Regions from separate parts of the Sus scrofa genome. Here region 1 is linked to region 2. A link is a contact called in public Hi-C data. All regions are on one chromosome and are shown on one strand. The core of a region is the stretch at or near the end of the contact, and the rest is flanking DNA. Distances in the headings are between cores, read along the strand shown.

Region 1 (3,863 bases), core at 283-2,782, 340 kb before region 2:
GAAATGAAGGCAAGGTTCTGATGTGGGGCTTTAGGTTCAGTCTCGTCCTCCTGGGGTCTTTGGACTTTGAGTTAGTTGCCTGTCCCTCACCTGTCCCAGGTGCAGTCCTCGTGCCCAGGCCACCCGTGGTCCCCCGGTCCTTGCCACACCTTCCCCGATCAGTGCCAAGACCCTTTTCTTGGTTTCCTGTACCCAGATCACAAGAAGGTAGAGACTATTTTATGCCCCCTTCCCAACATTTCTTAGCAACACTTCAGAGACTTCAACACACAGTCAGAACCTCGGGGTTGACGAAGGGGTTAGTTCCAAATCCCACCAGAATAATCTCAGCCTAAAGGCAGCCCCTTTTCTTCTGAAGCAGCTACAGGCTCATGCTGTTTTCCGTGGTAGTCTGTCCTCAGATTCCCCAGCTCCTCACTGTTTCCCATCCATATCAGTTCTAATTTTTTTTCCACTCCAGTTCACCGCTGTCCCAGTTCCCATTGCTCTGACCTCGGTGGAGACAGAACAGCTGGTGGACATTCTGTTTGTCATAACCCTTCACATCCTCGTGTCAGAGGCGAGTGAGCAAAGGTTTTATAATTATTATAGTCATGGTTTTAGCTCCTACTGTGTGCCAGTCACCATAACAACACCACCACCAAGTCAGTTTGTCATGAGAACTTACAGGCATGTGTAAATTCTTTTGGGAAGTCATTATATACACACTGGATGATGCTTTGCTAACACGATTCATCTTCGTACCTGCAAGTCCCTATTCATCTTGGAGTTTTCTGAGGCAGCTCCTCTTACAGAAATGTCAGTCCTCATTGATGCCTTGAGAGAATCCCAACATTTTCTGCATCTAAATGGCATGGCGTGTCTCTCTTAACAAGAAGTGGTGTGAAATTGCTAGAAATGGCAGACACGTTTTTCAGCTTTGAAGATATGTCCACATGCGGCATTTGAGGGTCTCTTTTGGGAACCAGTTGGTGTGTCTGTTAGGGAGTAAACTGGAGAGCCTTTTAATGCCTTTCGAGCACCAAATGGGGCCTTAAGTCTCTCCATTGAGGTCGTTCGCACTTAAAAGTATAGGTCTAATCACAACTGGAGAATTAATGCCCCATATTTGCCTTTTGTTGATTCAGAATAAACCCTGACTGGAGGCAGCTTAAGCTAAAGGAGCCGGCCAAGACTGGCCTTCTCTCTTTACCGTGAGCCTTGGCTTGCTCGGCGGCAGAGAGGGTTGCTGTGCCTACCTGTTGTCTGTAGGAATGAGTGAGGGCCTGCCCCAAGGATATATTGTTGACACAGTGCACGGGTTCTCTTTCTGCCTCAATTTTCCCTTCATCTCCCCTCTACGGGGAAGCAGGGCCTGAGAATATTGTACATATTTCTTCCTTGACCTTTAAAAAAAATTTCAGCACATCAGCTCTTTTAAACCTTTGAGTGGAAAATGGCCATCATCTGGGATTCTGTGAGCCCAGCAGTGCCGTAAATCTAATTTTCTCTGCACGGTGATGCTTCGTCTGTCCAGCAGGTGGCAGGCGTTCCCCTGGCGTGTTCGGACTGCCGTCTAGACGCATTTGGACTGATGTATCCGTGAGGCCACTGGAACAGACAAGAAGGTACACACGAATGCTGGCCGTTACACAATCAAAACAACTTTGTCAGGCAAAGGAGGAGCTAGTGAGCATCTAGCACACGCTCATCTTTTCCAGCCACCAACGTCTCCTGTGTTCTGCTGCTTCTCTCCTGGGCTTTGGCACATCCTGCTTCCTTTGCCTGGAACTCTTCTCAGCAAACCTCAGCCACCGTCACGGGGGTACCGCTGCCAGGGCTCAGTTCAGCCATCACCACCTTCGGGAAGGTTTTCATCCTTGACAGCTCGTTCTGGGTTGAGTCACCGCAGCCTGCCGGCTCCTGGACCCTGTCACCCTTCAGTCCCCGGCTCCGAAGCTGCCTCCTCAAACTGGCCTCCCAGTCCACTTGCTACCCAGAGCTTCCCTAGAATCTCCAACGGTGTCGAGACAAGTGCTCCACGGCAAAGGCATGGCTGTGCCCCGCAGCACCGTGCGGCCTCCGGCACTCCTGTGTGGCACAAGTCAGTCTTGTCTGTGTCACCTCCTAGGTGGTAAACTTCACGACAACAAGAATCGTGTCGACTGGATCCACCGTCTTACCTTTGATGCTGGCCCATCATCACGGCTCAACGGATATTTGCTGAAAATGATCACACATTTTAATATCCACATAGGTACCAAGTACGGCCACAGTGACGTAAATAATTTTGGATTTGTTGGCGTGTTTGGTTTTGCTGTTTTAGGGATGCACGTGCAGTGTATGGAAGTTCCTAGGCTAGGGGTAGAATAGGAGCTGCAGCTGCCGGCCTACAGCCACAGCCACAGCCACAGCCACAGCATCACAGGATCCTTAACCAATGAGTGAGACCAGGGGTCGAACCTGCGTCCTCATGGATACTAGTTGGGTTTGTTCCCACTGAGCCACAGTGGGAACTCCTGTTTTGTGCTTTTTTGAAGAGTTCAGCGGAAGCAGAGGAAGGGGAATGGGAGCAGGGACCTGTTCTAGGCCTCCGTCCCCCACACCCCCTCCCCCTGCAACCGCACCTGTATGTTGAGTCAGCCAGGTGGGCTTTTGACAGCAGCAGCACTGAACGAATGGGTTTTAGGTTGGCCTGAATTCTCAAGTGGCTTTAGAATTAACGTCAGGCTTCATAGGAAGTTAAACGTGGTATGCAGAGCATGAGTTTGGGAGATGGCAGAACATTTGAGGAGGTAGAAAGTTGTGAGCGGCCATCTGGTGACCAAACAGATAACGGAGATATAAAAATAGGCAACAGGAGAATTAGACTGGGACAGTTATAGCAACGAGGCTGAAGGAAAACATTCAGAAAAAGACTCCAATTTGAACTCTTCTAAGGATGCGCTCTGGGTCTTGAGCCGCACAGGAGGCCTGTGGACCTGCGTTGTCAGAGGCCCCAGGATGAAGGCAGAAGCAGCCTTAGCCAGAGGCAAGAAGGACCCAGGTCACGTCCGTCTCTTTGAAGATCTCCATATATTATTTTTATTTTTTAAATTTTTCTTTCTTTTCAGGTCCACATCTGCAGTACATGGACGTTCCCGGGCCAGGGCTTCGAAGGAGAGCTGCAGCTGCCGGCCTGTATCACAGCTGCCGGCCTATACCACGGCCACAGCAACCCACACTGCAGCTCGCAATGCCAGATCCTTTAACCCACCGAGGGAGGCCAGGGATTCTTAACCCACTGAGCCACAACGGGAACTCCCCAATATATTATTTTTAGAAGAAAGACAAGATGACAAAGCAGGTTTATGGAAATGGTAAATTTTTAAATATTTCAGCAAACATGTTAACGTCTTTCACATGGAATGGACAATGTCACGGAAGTGCGAGCCACGTGAAACTGTTGCTCTTCCACTATTTTTTGACCTTGAAAAACACCTCCTCCGTAGAGTTCAACTTCAGAGAGCCTCGCCTGGAGACACGTCTGCAGTCTCAACGGGAGGCTCTCTCCCTTCGCCTAACGGTGAGGTTGGTCCACCCCGGCCCGTCCTGACTCCCCAGGACCGACTGGACGGCTCATCTGTGCGTGAACATGAACTCTCAACCTCCCAACCAGAGCGTCCCAAGCCCTCTGGCCCAGGGCTGAGGCTGACCGCCCGGCTGGAAGGACGCTCCGTGTTGGAGACAAGCCTGTGTACACCGAAGGCCAGGAGGTGTCTGACACACATCCGTGAGCCTCCAGGGCAAACGCTGGGGGCGTCTCTGTCCCTCAGTACGTCCCCAAGTCAAAGAAAATGCAGCAGTACCTACGGTAGTTTAAAAAAAAAGTGGGCTTTCAAAAA
Region 2 (3,745 bases), core at 137-2,636:
CCTTTCTGTCCTAGACAAAGAATCCTCTGATTTAATAGTTTATTCATCAATCAATCATCATTGTTCTGCACTGTAAAAAAAAAATCAATATATTTTACAAGGTCAGACCTGCTCACTCCTTCTTTACTTAAAATATGGTAGAAACAAGCGTGCGTGAACGTAGAAAATACGTTTCAGTGATCAGAATATGAAAGATTAAAAACATATTCTGGCTACATTAATAAAACTTTCAAAGGGATTGCAACCAATTCTATCAAAGCCTCAGAAGTTCCTGTTTTGGCACTTAAAAGAGAAGACCATGAAACATCTTGTGAATTTTTTTCTTTGTGGATAATTAAACACAAGCCATGAGAAGACAAATGTACAGATGTACACCATATTTTCATCACTCTTGAGGACTGGAGACACGTATTGGAGACTTCATATTCAAAAGAAAAAAACATTTGAACCACATTTGAGACAAGTTACTGGCTTTCCCGAAAATAATGTCTTTTTGGTAGTTTACCCAGCTTAACCCCTAGAAGTGGCTTCTTTCAGGAAGGCCAAACACAGTCTCAAGTAACCAGTGCGCATGGCTTAGGCCTGAGTGTGGGGGCTGGGGATGCTCTAGAAACCCTTCTCTGGGCTCAGAGACATCTAGCCTGCCAGTGGCTGTCACCAAAGCAACTCCATCCCTCCTGGGGCTGGCAAGAATTCCTCTCCTGTTTGGGGGTGGGAACTGACGTTCACAAGCGAAAATGAGAGGGACCATTAGTCCCCCTTCTGTGCTCTGGGAATCAGCATCCTGCAGGGCCGACACTCAGACTCAATGTCATTACCAACCACGTGTGAAACCGTGAGGAGCCGCATAGGAGAGACCCATCCCCACAGCCCTTAGACCTCACCTGGCGACTCTGCTCTTGGTGGCAACACATGTTCACTCATTTCGTCTATTCAGCCAACATACAATGGGACCCCGTCACAGGCCAAGGGTGGCTGGGTGCTAAGGACACCACCTGAACAGGATGATATAAGCTGAGTAGCGAGGGAAATTAATCAAATAATCCCACTAACTGTGTGTGTGTGTGTGTATATACACGCAAACATATAATATAAAAATCACTACATATACCATCACAACTCTCAGAAGGACTAGGCAGAAAACGTACACAGCGCTGTAACACTGAAAATAGGGGAGAAGGATGGGGGCGCAGGGGCGACGTCAGGACAGCGTCCCTAAGGAAGTGTGTGATTCTTGTACGGGGCGGGGGGTGAAGAAGGGGTAGGGGAAGAGAAGGGTGGGGGTGGAGGCAGGAAGAACATTCCAGACCCAGGGAGCAGCAAGGAGAGGGCTATGGCGCTGGAAAAACGGACTGAGGGTCGGTACCGCCGGATCCCAGCGAGCAAAGCGGGTAGGGAGGGACGAGGGCTCGAGGCCGGAAGCACAGGCCCTAGTTGCCTCCAGCTTTACAGTTTTTCACCCCAGGAGCCGAGGGGAGACACGGAAGGGGTGAGCCCGGCCGCAGGGCCGGCAGGGGGCTCCCGGCAGGTGGAGGGGCTGCGGGGCGTCTGGCCGGGTGTGAGCATCTGCGCCCCACTTGCCAGGTCCCGGCGGGGCCGGGGCGGCGCGGGTGCGGGCGGGGGCGCGGGGACGGGAGCCGCCCGCGCCGGGTGAGCGGACCCCTCGCCTTGGCGAGCAGACCCTTCCGACGAGCCCTTCTCCGAACCCTGCGAAGCCCATGCAAGACGTTTCCTCTCGCGGTTGTGCAATTGGGCAAAGCCGTCTGCCGCGTGCCACTCGTGCTTCTCTGACGCTCCCTCTCACTCCGGGGAAGGGCAGCTCAGATGCCACGCGTGGCCCTCGGCGGGCGGGAAGGGAAGGAGGTTTCCAGGCCCTCGCGCCTCCTCCCTCCTCCACCGCCTGCCTGGCCTGAAGGGAGGAAGCGCTTTGTGCCGCTCCAACCGCAGGGGGGCAGACCCGCCCTGGCCTGGGGTCCCGAGGGCTCTGCCCGTTTGGGCTCAGCTGCCCAGCTGCTCCTCCCAGCTTCACGCTCTGCGTCGCCCACTCCTGCCACCACCACGCGTCCTCACCTGCTCTGGGGACAGCATCTGATAAACGCTTACTGAGAGGTAAAGAGAACGTGGTGAATGCCTTCTCCCCATGAACATTTATGTTTTAAAACCCCCAAATCAGGAAAGGCAGCCAACAGAGAAAGTATTTGGGAGGCAAACTGGCAGTGTTTGACCCTGAAATGGCACAACCTCCCCAGTCAGTCATGCTTGTCCTATAATTTGCCTCTCTTCCAACACATGGGCAGCAGAGCTGAGAAAAAGAAAAAAACATCAAGGAAAGGACTGAGCAGTTTCCCAGGTGGACCAAACCATTGTGTGCACCGGCTCCCGAATCTCCCTGGGTTCTACCCGAAGAGAGGACATGAAGACGCAGGTTCGATCCCTGGCCTCGCTCGGTGGCTTAAGGATCTGGTGTTGCCCTGAGCTGTGGTGTAGGCTGCAGATGCGACTCGGATCCCGCCTTGCTGTGGCTGTGGTGTAGACCGGCAGGTGCAGCTCCGATTAGACCCCTAGCCTGGGAGCTTCCATATGCTGTAGGTACTGCCCTAAAAAGCAAAAAAAAAAAAAAAAAAAAAAAAAAAAAAAAGCGAAGAGCAAACCTTGCCTGGTGGCCCAGGTCCCTCTCCTCTGGTTCCCACCTACCAGCCTTCCTGCCTCACTCGTACGTTCTCCTTAACGGGGAGCTTTGCTGCCTGTAAATCCTGTGTTCTTATTTTCCTCTGCTCTTTGATTTCTGCCAGTGTCTTCTTCTCTAGTATCTATTTCCTCCTTTTGTTTCCCACCTCTCAGCTGTTTTTCCACACCCAGCTCAAATCGCTCCTCCTCCAGGAAGCCCTCCAAGACCACTTCCACCTCTGTTATCCTCTCTCCCTACTCTGCTTCTCCCAGCTGCTCCCCAATTCACCCCCACTCACCCTTCCAACAGGACTGAAAAGTAAAAGAAAAACCCTCTGTTTCACACCTCTTCGAAATGACATTGCAGGAATTGAGACAATGAAATTGCCTGGAAACCAGCCACTGGCTAGTTTCTAGTCTTGGTTCCACCCATAACCAGCCCTGTGAGCTCACACACTTCAACCTCGACTCTTTTTTTTTTTTTTTTTTTGTCTTTTTTGGCCTTTTCTAGGGCCGCTCCCATGGCATATGGAGATTCCCAGACTAGGGGTGTAATCGGGGCTGTAGCCACCAGCCTACACCACAGCCACAGCAACGTGGGATCCGAGCCATGTCTGCGACCTACACCACAGCTCACGGCAACGCCGGATCCTTAACCCACTGAGCAAGGCCAGGGATCGAACCTGCAACCTCATTGTTCCTAGTCAGATTTGTTAACCACCGCACCACGACGGGAACTCCTCAACCTCAACTCTTGAGTTCGTTTTCTTCATTGACAAAACAAAAGGGTTAGACCATTACTAGTAAAGCCTTCTCTAACTCTGCAATATCAAGATTTTAATAACTAATTTTAACAAACCTATTTCAGAACTAAATGTAGAGAGTCGGTCAGTTATTATATAAGGAACTTAGACACATGTTGGACACTTGGTCTTCAACAAATGAGTTGCTGATTACTTCGTATTTTTCACCCTGGCAAGAAAACTGAGGCTCAGCAATTTGAATAAAGTAACCCAAGGTCAACAGCTAGCAGTGACAAAGCCCAGGAGCTCCAGCTTAAAAAAATAGAAAAGTAAAA

Evidence for each region. A called contact is a pair of places that touch in the nucleus more often than the background predicts.
Region 1: a Hi-C map of subcutaneous adipose tissue shows a contact between it and region 2, with 3 times the contacts expected there. A contact is called at or near these places in 2 of 5 promoter capture datasets (fetal skeletal muscle and liver), 23 of 47 Hi-C or Micro-C datasets (blood, brain, embryonic fibroblasts and 12 more) and 2 of 2 datasets of targeted methods (alveolar macrophages and skeletal muscle).

Annotation. Positions count from the first base shown.
Region 1 is chr4:125,424,675-125,428,537 of Sscrofa11.1, reverse strand. No RefSeq gene overlaps it. Among named protein-coding and RNA genes, the nearest start is that of CDC7, 33 kb to the left of the region's middle.
Region 2 is chr4:125,082,087-125,085,831 of Sscrofa11.1, reverse strand. No RefSeq gene overlaps it. Among named protein-coding and RNA genes, the nearest start is that of BRDT, 22 kb to the right of the region's middle.